Regions from separate parts of the Mus musculus genome. Here region 1 is linked to region 2. A link is a contact called in public Hi-C data. All regions are on one chromosome and are shown on one strand. Each heading gives the region's core, a stretch centred on a gene start, on an enhancer-like site or on the middle of the called end of the contact. The rest is flanking DNA. Distances are from core to core; before and after follow the strand shown.

Region 1 (5,901 bases), core at 2,020-4,519, 240 kb before region 2:
AAAAAAAAAAAAAAGGAAAAAATTTCTATCGGAGATAGCACCCCCTACCCCCAACTAAACATGAGTAACCCCAGCAACTGTGAAAGCGAGTGTTGTGTGCTGACCTCCAGGTCATTGAAGAACAGGTGTGTGTCAGCAAGGTTGAAGATCATCTCCTCCATCATCAGGCCAATGCGCACAGACGTCGTGGTGTCCTGTGGGAAAGAGAAGGGACAGTTTTCTGCACATGTGGCCTCTGGGGCTCTGGAAGGCAGCTGGAAGTCCCTGCTCTTCCGGATAGCTCTCAGCTCTTGTGTGGCTGAAGGCATGGCCTGGGATGAGCATAGCTTGTCTACACCAGGAAAGAAGATATTATAAAATGATGTCACTCCGGAGTGACAGCTACAAGGGATCTCTGAGAAACGGTGAGGGGGATGGAAGCAAGCCGGTCAGAGCATACAGTGCGAAACATTTGAATCATGAACGGCGTGTCTGTCCCCCACCCCCACTGCATACAACACAGTTGGCTACCGTAACGGTTCGCTGTCAACTCTACTGACACAGACTCATCGTGGCAACACACCTCTGGGTATGCCTGTGACGATGTGTCCAGAAAGGTTTGCCTGGTGGGAAGACCCAATCGGGTGTGCATAGCTCCATTGTCTGGACTGGGATCCCAAACCAAATGAGGAAGGAAAGATGGCCAAGGAGCTGGGCAGAGCTTTCATCCACCTCTGCCCCCCAACTGGGGACCCAAACTGACCAGCTGCCTCTGGGTCTCGCTTCCATCCCACGAGAGACTGCACTTTAAAACCATGAATGGACGCTGGGCAGTGGTGGTGCACACCTTTAATCCCAGCACTCCAGAGGCAGAGGCAGGTGGATTTCTGAGTTCGAGGCCAGCCTGGTCTACAAAGTGAGTTCCAGGACAGCCAGGGCTACACAGAGAAACCCTGTCTCGGAAAAAAAAATCAAGTAAAACAAAACCATGAAAGGAGACAGTCCTTCCTTCCTTAGGTTGCTTCTGTCAGGGATCTCTGTCATGAAAGAAGAAAGTAACTGACATAAGGTTCTGCTCCCAGTCACCCATCCCCGAGGGTGATACATTCCAGTGTGCAGTGAACATGGCCGGTGGTCTGTTATGTCTGACTCATGAATGGAGGGCTGTTTGTTTGTTTGTTTGCTTCATTTTGTTAAAGATTTATTTATTTTATGACTATGAGTGCTTTATCTCCATGTATACCAGCACACCAGAAGAGGGCATCGGATCCCAGCATAGATGGCTGTGAGCCACCATGTGGTTGTGGGGAATTGAACTCAGGTCCTCTAGAAGAGCAGACAGTGATCTTAATGGCTAAACCATCTCTCCAGCCTGTCCGTGGTTTTTGTTTGTTTGTTTGTTTTTGTTTTGTTTTTTGTTTGTTTTCTTTTGTTGTGAGACAGGGTTTCTCTGTATAGCCCTGGCTGTCCTGGAACTCACTCTGTAGACCAGGCTGGCCTCGAACTCAGAGATCATTTGCCTCTGCTTCCTGCAAATGCTGGGCTTAAAGGAGTGTGCCACCCCCCACCCCTGTTGCTTAGCTTGTGTGTGTGTGTGTGTGTGTGTGTGTGTGTGTGTGTGTGGTTCAGTGTTTGATTTGGTTCTGAACTGTCCTCACAAGCTCAGGTAGTGATAGTTTGGTCCCTATCTGGTTATTTTGAGAGTTTCTGGAAACCTCAGTGGGTGGGGCCTAGCTAGAGGAAGTAGGCCAATGTGGGTTGGCCTTTAACTGTTGTATCCGGTCTTGGACATGTCCTTGTCCTCCTTCCCTTTCTCCCTCTTTCCCTCCCCCCTCTCTGCTTTATCCCCCACCACCACATGGTGAACAGCCTCCACCTCACACCCTTGCCGCCACGATATTCTGTCTGAGGGCGCAGGACCAAGCAACCATGGGCAGAACCCTCTGGAACACATGAGCAGAGTTAATCTTTCCTTTTTAAAGTTGTTTTCCCAGGGGCTTGGGGTACAGCTAGCTAAAAGCTAAGTGTTTCTAGCTGGTAAAGACAGAGACGAGTTACCCCTGCATAGAGACTGCGAGTCCAAAAGCCTTTAGAAAATGGATCCGCTGGGCCCTGAGGACTCAGGTGTTGTATGTGGTACAAGTGATATTTCAAGTCTGGATGGGAGCTTTAAGGGCCCTGCTGTCTCTCACACTCTCCACAACACAGATCTCTTCACAGAACCCTGCCTAAGCCTGGGCTCCAGGATAAAGATAATGAGGTGCACACTTGCAGATGACAGTGGGTTGGTGGGTGTGCTGGTCAGTTTTTACTGTCAACTAGACACAACTTAGAGTCCTCTGGAGAGAGGGCACCTCCGTTGAGTAATTGCCTCCGTTGGGCTGGCCTCTAGCCATGTCTGAGACTGTCTTGATTGGCGATTGGTACAGAAGGGCCCTGTGCACTGTGAGAGTACCATCATTAGGAAGTGGGCCCAGGCTATGAAAGAAAGCTTGTTAAGTATGTGCCAGCAAACCAGAGAGCAGTGTTCCTTCATTGGTCCTGCCTCAAGGTTTCTGCCCTGACTTCCTTCAGTGAGGGACGGTGACCTGGAGTATAAACCAAACCAACCCTTCCCATCTCTAAGTTGCCTTTGGTCGCTGTGATGACCACATCAACAGAGACCAGGCTAGAACAAACAGAGCTTAAGAGAGCCGAGTCTCTGTCTGCCACCTCCTGCTCAGGGGGCTCAGGCAGTAAGGGGTTTGCCGTGCAAGCCCGAGGAACCGAGTTTGACTCCCAGAGCCTGAATGTACATACAATGCTCCATGCGGTGTGCGGACTTACAAGCTCAGTGCTGGGAGGCAGAGATAGGTGGGTCCCTGCTGGCCAGACTGGCCAAACTGGTGAGCTCCAGGCCAGTGAGTGAGACCCGTCTCAAACTGAGGTGAACAGTGCTTTGTAATAACAGCTCAGATTGTCCACGGGCCTCCATGTGCACATATGCACCCATGACCATGGGCACCAGCACACACATATACATGCACACACATGTACATACACACACACACACACACACACAGAGGTATTCTTGCTCTAAAATAATAATTATTTATTAATTATTAAATAATTAGTAAATAATTCCAATCACAAAACTCTTTTGACCTTAAAAATAAAACAAAATAAAACAAAAATGAAACAAGACAACTAAAAGGAAAAGCTGACCTTGGCTTCACACACAGCTGTGGAGAAACAGGCCAGGACACCTCCTCAGGGTTTCAGAGCCTCCCATTCAGGGTTCTGGCCAGGAGGTGGCAGACAGAGACTCTGTAACTGCAGAAGGCAATGGGGGGGGGGGGGACGACGGGGACAAACCTCCTGGAGCCTGGCGGGTGTCAGTGTGACCCAGGGAAGGCTGTGTGCCTCCCCTTTGTGCCTCTGCACAGCCCTTAGGAAAGGCGTGCCTGCCTGCCGTGCACCTGACTGAGAGTGTGGCTGTCACGCAGGGGAACAGGGGAGAGCAGCCATCCTGCCCAAAGGGACTGACTCAGCACACAACAATCACTGTGTGTAACATCTGCTTCTCTGTGGAAAGTATTTACGCAGCTCTGAGAGACCAAATCATAGATATGAATAGAGCTGAGGTCGTTCGTGACTGGCTGATAGAGGCAGGACATGAGGGGGAGGTCTGGGCCTTTCACTACAATGAGGGTGAGAGACAGGACCTTCTTTGTTTTTGTTTTTGACAGGGCCTCATGTAGCCCAGGCTGGCCTCAAACCTACCACATAGTCAATGCTAGTCTTGGACCCCTGGCTCTCTTCTTCCACCTCCCAAGTGCTAGGATTAAAGGCCTTTTGTGATGTAGTTATTCTTTTGGTGCTGGGAGGGAACCCAGGGCCTTTGCACATGCTAGGCGAGTGAGTGTTCCACCATTGGGCTATGGCCCCAGCCTTGAGAACTAAAGTTTTTAATTTTGCATTGTTCGAAATCAGAGATCACGGAGAGGGCATAAAGGAGAAACGTGGAGATAAGCATCTAAATAGTCCACGAAAGTTGAAAATTGTTGCCTCCTGGCAGAAAGCAAAGGTGGTGGCTCGTGTGGGTTGCTGTTTCTCAAATACTTATCTGGATATAATGTCCCAAATTTAAAAGTATATGCAGGCTTTTCTTGGGTTAAACCAATTAAGAATAATTAGCAATGTATTCTGAAATATCACTTTGTTTTTTTAATGGGTGTGGGGGGTGTGGGGTGGGGGTGGTCCATACTCATTATTGTGTTTGAATGTTGTACTGGCTAGTTTTGTGTCAACTTGACACAGCTGGAGTTATCACAGAGAAAGGAGCTTCAGTTGAGGAAATGCCTCCAGGAGATCCAACTGTAAGGCATTTTCTCAATTAGTGATCAAGGGGGAAAGGCCCCTTGTGGGTGGGACCATCTCTGGGCTGGTAGTCTTGGTTCTATAAGAGAGCAGGCTGAGCAAGCCAGGGGAAGCGAGCCAGTAAAGAACATCCCTCCATGGCCTCTGCATCAGCTCCTGCTTTCTGGCCTGCTTGAGTCCTGACTTCCTTCAGTGATGAACAGCAGCATGGAAGTGTAAGCTGAATAAACCCTTTCCTCCCCAACTTGCTTCTTGGTCATGATGTTTGTGCAGGAATAGAAACCCTGACTAAGACAAATGTGAAAAGCCCCCACAGATTCAAGTGTTTGAACATTTGGTATGCCTTGGTGGTGCTGTTTTGGAAGGTTGTAGAACCTGTATGGGGTGGGTCTTCACATCTGAGAGACGCTATTTGCTATTTGCATCCTGACTGAGGATACCATGTGATCTCCTGCTCCCGTGCTTTCTCACACACCACAGACTGTGTCCCCCAAACTGTGAGTCAAAGCGGCCCCTTCCTTCCCTGAGGTGCCTTTTATCTGGTATTTGGTCAGAACAAGGACAAAAGGCACCAATAAACTCTTGAGCAAGGGAACTACTGAGAGATGGATGACCCATGCAGAACCGATGGTGAGGTGCAAAAGATGGGAACTTTTGCGATCTTCTGCAGTCTAACTGAGCCACGCAGCTGAGGGAGATGGAGAGAGCACAACGGAAAACCCACATCTCAGCAGAAAGAAGTCTGATTGTCACAGGGGCAGAGGACATGGCTCAGTCAGGAAAGTTCCTACCATGTAGGCACAAGGACCTGAGTCTGGGTCCCCAGTACCCATGAAAAGGCCAGGCATGGTGGCTTGCCTGTAACCCCAGTGCTTGAAGCGGGCCAGAGACAGGAGGGTTCCCAGAGCTTGTTGGCCAGCTGCACACATATGTGCATCCACACACAAACCATGTATATGTATATATACATACATACACACATATGCATATACACGTATATTTGAATATATGTACATACCCTGCCACAGACATACTTGCATATACTTACTATTGTTTTAAAGGACAGATCAGTTCAAAGAAAAACAATTCAGGTGTGAGACTTGGAGAGAAGTTTCCCAAGCACTTCCAGCTGCCTGCTGGATGCACCCAGAACACCCAGCCTGCTCTGCTGGCTTTAGTGGTGCAATCGCAATTGCAATCGACAGTGTGACCCGGTCAAATACAGCCAAAAGCATGGCAGCTTCCTCACTACGCTTTCCGATCCACAGGAAGCCTGTATCAGCCAACGGTGCACGGAGGGTTAAATACACCTGGCCCGAAGTCCCAGTAAGGTTCACATCCCGTGGACTCCTGTGGAGGACTCGCGCCCTCATCAAAGACGCAGCAAGAGCAGCTGATGTCCCACTGTGCAGCCAGAGATGCCAGGCACTTGAAAGGCACTTCCCTAACCATTGCATGCTCTTCGGATTAAAGCAGGGTCAGTGGTTAACTTGCTAAACAAGCACCGTCTATGAGGATGACTTGAAAAACAAAGATCAATTAAAGCCAGAACCGAGAGACTGG
Region 2 (5,749 bases), core at 60-2,559:
GGCGAAGGCCTGGGAAAACAAAATGACAGGGCAGGGCTCATATGTCTGTGTGCCACATGTTCCTTCTGTCTGTCAGCCCTCCATCTATCCAGCTGTCTACTGTTCAACCACCTGCCCTTCCTTCCTTCCTTCCTTCCTTCCTTCCTTCCTTCCTTCCTTCCTTCCTTCCTTCCTTCTATCCATTGATACATCCAATCATCTTGCCACCCTTCAGTCTAACTACCCAAGCAGCCATCTGTTCACTCAGCCTGTCTCCACAAACCCCTACTCTTTCCACTCATCTTCCTATACATTTATATCTCCTACCAGTCAACTACTTATCCTTCCTTTGCTTCCTCTCCTTTCTTCCTCCCATCAACCAACATAGCCATCTATCCACTTATCCATCCACCCATCTATCCACTTATCCATCCATCCATCCATCCATCCATCCATCCACCCACCCATCCACTCATCCACCCACCCACCCATCCATCCATCCATCCATCCACCCACCCATCTATCCATCCATCTATCCACCCACCCACCTACCTATCCATCCACCCATCCAGACAACCATCTGCCTACTCCTCCTCCTTTCCTCCTTCCTTCTTCCTCCATCCATCCACCCACATATGCTTCTATCTGTCCATTCATCCATGCATCCATTCATCCTTCCAATCAACTCTCTGTTCTTCCCTCCCCCTTCTGCCAACATACATACTGATCCATATCTCTTTTCCTTCTTCCCTTATGTTTATCAAACCATACACATTTTTCTATCCACCCATCCATTTATCCTGTATTTATCTCTCCATTTCCCCTTTAATTTGCCCAACTTTACCCATTGATTCTTTGAGCCATCTATCCACAGACCCACCCATTTCCCACTATCTTCATGGTCCATTCATTGTCACATTGTTGTGGACAGTCATCCATCCAGCATCTACCACACGCTGGCTGTGCTCCCAAGCCTGGCACTGCTGTGATGTTATCCAAGACCTGGCACTCGGCCAGACAACTGACAAAGTTCACATGATCTCCGGTGAGGACTTTATGCCATCAGCACAGGGCAATGGAAGAGCCCTGCAGGACTCTGCTTTACACACGAGAGTCAGCTAAGGCCTCTCTGGGGAGGGGACATCTGCGAAGGAACCTGAACACAGTAAGAGAGAAACTGGAAACAATGTAGCAGAACTCACAATACAAAGGGAAGAGTGGTTACAGAGACTCCGAGCCAGGAAGCCTTTGGTGTAAGAGCATCTGGGAATACACACAGCTGGTCAATGTGTGACATTCACAAAGGGCCAGACTGTTGTGAAGCTGTGCCTGCCTTCCTTCAGGGAATCTCACAGCAGCCCTCTGTCATCATCAGTAACATCCACAGAGAACAAATTGGTTACAAAGTGTTCTCACGGTCACAGAGTAGGGGGCGGAGCTAAGGTTGTGGGAGAGCTTTTGAGCTCTGGGCAGATCTGCAAGGATGGAGAGGCTGGAGTCAGGCAAAGGTGAGCGACAGGAAACTTGACTTGAAGAGGCTGGCGAGGGCCAGCTAGGAGGAGTTCTTCAGATCTCCAGGGCAACGAGGAATCTCATTTTTAGGGGACACAAGCCTCTGATAACTTACACAAGAAGGTAGTTGGTGGGGTTGTAACCCCCGAATTACTGGTACTAGAGAGACATCAGTGTTGTGTACAGACAGTTTGCCTCTGTGTGTGTGTGTGTGTGTGTGTGTGTGTGTGTGTGTATCCCACACACACACACCTCGCCAGAAGCTCCCATCATCCCTCCAGCCGGCAGCAAACATGATACACAGACAGCTGGTTTCTGCGCTGCGTCCTCCCACGGCAGCCCTGGACTCCCCTCCCCTCCCCTAGGGTTAGAATGGCACTACCCATAAAACTTCCCCTTAATGAGGACATTCTGTGAGACATTCTCCCCGCCTTTGTGTCTCCAAAAACCAACACTCCTCCTGATCACTCTCCAGGTGCCTGTTCTTGAGACCTTATAGAAATAACAAGCTCAAGGGAGACCATGGAAAAAGTGAAAGGTAAACAGAGGTCAGGTCACAGACAGCTACGACTGGCCATAAAATTAGTCCTTGAGCAGACACTCATTAACCCCCCTCCCGCTTCAGTACTATTCCACCCTCTACTCCCTTTTCTGTGAATATTCACACTATTCCTATATTGTACATAAACCCAGTGTTTTCTGGACTCAGGGTTACTTGCCAGCATTCACACAGTGAGTGCTAGGTGGGTGAACCGGGTTCGAACTTGAAACAATAAAAGACTCTTTGTGAGTTGCAGTGGACTTTGCAATTCTTGGGCTCATCTGAGTTCCCGTAAACTTGGGGCACAACAGTGCTTTATTTTTAATTTTGACTTTTTTGGGTTTTGTTTTGTTTTTTAGACAGGATTTCTCTGTGTTGCCCTGGCTGCCCTAGAAGTCACTCTGTAGATCAGACTGGCCTTGAACTTAGAGATCCTCCTGCTTCTGCCTCTCAAGTGCTGGGATTAAAGCTGTGCTCTACCACTGCCCGGCTAGCCTCGAACTTCTGGGCTCAAGAGATCCCCGGTCTCAGCCTTCCAAGTGATTGAGACTACAGGTTTATATGCCACTTGCCCCAGTTTCAGACCAGAGTGAATGATAAGGGACTGTAGAAAACAGCTGTGTGAGTTGTATGAGCCTGAGGGTGGAGTTGTATGAGCCTGAGGGTGGAGCTGTATGAGCCTGGGGGTGGAGCTGTATGAGCCTGAGGGTGGAGCTGTGTGAGCCTGGGGGTGGAGCTGTATGAGCCTGAGGGTGGAGCTGTATGAGCCTGAGGGTGGAGCTGTGTGAGCCCGGGGGGTGGAGCTGTATGAGCCTGAGGGTGGAGCTGTGTGAGCCTGGGGGTGGAGCTGTGTGAGCCTTGGGGTGGAGCTGTATGAGCCTGAGGGTGGAGCTGTGTGAGCCCGGGGGTGGAGCTGTATGAGCCTGAGGGTGGAGCTGTGTGAGCCTGGGGGTGGAGCTGTATGAGCCTGAGGGTGGAGCTGTGTGAGCCTGGGGGTGGAGCTGTATGAGCCTGAGGGTGGAGCTGTGTGAGCCTGGGGGTGGAGTTGTATGAGCTTGAGGGTGGAGCTGTGTGAGCCCGGGGGTGGAGCTGTATGAGCCTGAGGGTGGAGCTGTGTGAGCCTGGGGGTGGAGCTGTGTGAGCCTTGGGGTGGAGCTGTATGAGCTTGAGGGTGGAGCTGTGTGAGCCCGGGGGTGGAGCTGTATGAGCCTGAGGGTGGAGCTGTATGAGCCTGAGGGTGGAGCTGTGTGAGTCTAGGGGTGGAGCTGTGTGAGTCTAGGGGTGGAGCTGTGTGAGTCTAGGGGTGAAGCTGTGTGAGCCTGGGGATGGAGCTCTGTGGAGTGCTTGCCTAAGGTGAATGAAGCCCTGGATGCTAGACTGCCAAAGGAAAGGAAAACCAGGTTGTGGAAATCTGGGTACCAGTTAGCTCCCTTCTTAAGAATCATAAACCCCTGTGTTCTTATGAGACATGAGTAGACTGTGAGCACAGCAGGCAGGAGTCATCCAAGTTTGAGACCAGCCTGGTCTACACAGCAGGACCCTGTCTCAAAATGCAACAGACTAGCAGAGAAAGTGGAGGGATAAGATAAAAATAGCCATCTACAGGGACAGAAAGACCACATGCCCAAGACTGTGGGATGTAGTCCAAGAGTGATTTTCATCAGATACCCCAAAATAACCTCCAGTAAGGGAAGGATAAAAGTTGCAAGATAAATAGCCCCAAGGAACAAGTGGAATTCATGAATTTAAAAGCAGATGTTAACGAGATGGTGGGTGGTGGGAGAATCCAGGGCTGTTGGTCACGAAGCCTCGAGGGTTTGCACAGTGAGGAAGGAGAGCCAAAAATACAACCGGCAGGGATTATAAAGGGGCTGTGAGCAGGGACACTGGAGACGAACACAGACCCAGTGCTTGTCAGCTGGGATCTCCCCCATCCTCAAGACTGGCTGGTTTCTACCTTTAGTCATGAAGGGACACCCGACCTTCTGATCCTCATGTTTCCAGACCACTTAACCCTAAGCACTTAGAACTGGATGCTTTTGTGGTCAGAGTTCCGGCTCTGCAAAGATTAATTCAAATGTGTCAGCCAGCTCTCTGCATTGCCCACTCTGTCCTCTATTCACTCAAAACGCTGCTTTCCGTTGCCAAACATTTCACGGAATATTCTAGGATATAGAAACTTCTGCACCTGTGCTGTTTGCCTATGGTAGTAACCAGCCGCATGTGGACAACCGGGCGCTTGAATGGCAGCTAACCTGATGGAGGGTGTCAGATTTCGTTTCCATAAATTTAATTAGAAAAAGTCTCTTAGTGCCCATGATGTCAGAATAAAATTCCTTTCATTATTATTAGTAATATTAATGACTTGTGTTTGGTGATGGCCACATTGGCATTGGAGCCGTACAGGTCATTCTTCCGTTTTAATTCACACACTTAAGCACAGATGTTTCTGGAAGCATCTAGAAGCAGTCAGCAGCGTCTGTCACCCCACCCCCACTGCAGACAAGGAGAACTTTGGTCACGTGATAGCCAGATTTGCGAGAGCAGTCTCTGGTTCAGGTGTTGCTTTGATCACCAAGCTTCATAGCTCGTTCGTGTCTTACCACAGCTTTAGGAGATGTGCCCTGATATTATCTATGAGTGAATAAACTCATGACCAGAAAGAGGAGAAGCCTTCCCCAGAGCCAAAGCCAGGCCGTCAGCACACCGAGATACCAAAGGTTTGAGTGATAGGATGTTGTTTTGATCTCTCCTTCCTGCCTCTTCCTGGGTGTCAGGCAATTTTTATGAAGAGGCAAATGCTCATGGTGGAAAAATTGTTGTGATTTCCACCTTCTTTCCTCATGAAGGAAGCACCCCCAAATTACTGCCTGGTCCACTGTGTTGGCATTTCTTCTAGGCTCCGCCCCACAGTTACCTGGCAACAGTCAGGTGTGCCTGACTCACTGTAAAAGGGGATGCTTGCCCCCTCCTCTTTTCTTGCTCTTGCTCCTCTCTCTTCTTCTCTTACTCCCGCTCCTTACCCTCTTCCCCCCTCCCCATTTCCCTTCCCTTTTCTCTCCATGTTCTCCTCCTCCTCCTCCTTCTCCTCCTTCCTCTCTCTCTCTGTCTCTCTGTCTCTCTCTCTCTCTGTCTCTCTCTGTCTCTCTCTGTCTCTCTCTCTGACTTTCTCTCAATTCCCCTCCCCATGTCCTGAATAAGCTGTACTCTATATTATACCATCATGTGGTTGGTACCTCAGTGAGGGGAAGGAATGCCTTTGCCTCCCTCAAACATATCCCTGGCTACCCTTATCTTTTTATAAAACACAACACACTGACCTTACCTCTGGTGGCCCCTATAGTTCACTCTCAGAGGCGACAAGAGGTGATTGCTATGGCTTATGTATGAGTTGAACTCACAAAAAGCTTGTGCTGTTGGGGGACTTGATCCCCTGTTGGTGGGGGTGTTTGGGAAGGTTCTAGAAACCTTAGGACATGGGACCTATTCGGAGGAAGTAAGTCAGTGACTCACTGTCCTTCTCTACCCTTTCCTTCCATTCCACCATGAGCTAGAAGGACCCCTCCCTCTATGCTCCCTCTACCATGCCATCCTACCTTTATGCAGTGGATCAAAAAACCATGGACCAAACACTCTCTGTACTGGCTAGTGTTGTGTCAACTTGACACAGCTGGAGTTATCACAGAGAAAGGAGCTTCAGTTGAGGAAATGCCTCCA

What was found. Hi-C and Micro-C count contacts between places; a contact is called where the count stands out from the background.
Region 1: a contact with region 2 is called in a Hi-C map of cerebral cortex, with 2.3 times the contacts expected there. The contact joins two enhancer-like sites. A contact is called at or near these places in 5 of 39 promoter capture datasets (the 3T3-L1 cell line, cranial neural crest, embryonic stem cells and 2 more), 6 of 15 datasets of contacts at CTCF or cohesin (embryonic stem cells, hippocampal excitatory neurons, large pre-B cells and 2 more), 108 of 484 Hi-C or Micro-C datasets (3T3-L1-derived adipocytes, the AML12 cell line, the AtT-20 cell line and 55 more), 21 of 115 datasets of contacts at active chromatin or transcription factors (the HPC-7 cell line, PVALB interneurons, T-cell acute lymphoblastic leukemia and 11 more) and 5 of 9 other capture datasets (adipose tissue, embryonic stem cells, embryonic tail and 2 more).

Annotation. Positions count from the first base shown.
Region 1 is chr2:165,748,734-165,754,634 of GRCm38.p6, reverse strand. It overlaps Eya2 (EYA transcriptional coactivator and phosphatase 2), which reads right to left. Exons shown (of 16, transcript NM_001271963.1): 10 at 105-194. Among named protein-coding and RNA genes, the nearest start is that of Gm29993, 20 kb to the right of the region's middle. Within about 2 kb of position 3,269, at least 43 of the 459 cell types and tissues checked have an H3K27ac peak or open chromatin away from gene starts, as enhancers often do. A contact at or near this core is called in cerebral cortex, cortical glia and stem cell-derived motor neurons, where this site is marked.
Region 2 is chr2:165,508,686-165,514,434 of GRCm38.p6, reverse strand. Slc2a10 (solute carrier family 2 (facilitated glucose transporter), member 10) reads right to left here. Exons shown (of 5, transcript NM_130451.3): 2 at 1-9. Among named protein-coding and RNA genes, the nearest start is that of Slc2a10, 7.7 kb to the right of the region's middle. Within about 2 kb of position 1,309, at least 48 of the 459 cell types and tissues checked have an H3K27ac peak or open chromatin away from gene starts, as enhancers often do. A contact at or near this core is called in cerebral cortex, cortical glia and stem cell-derived motor neurons, where this site is marked.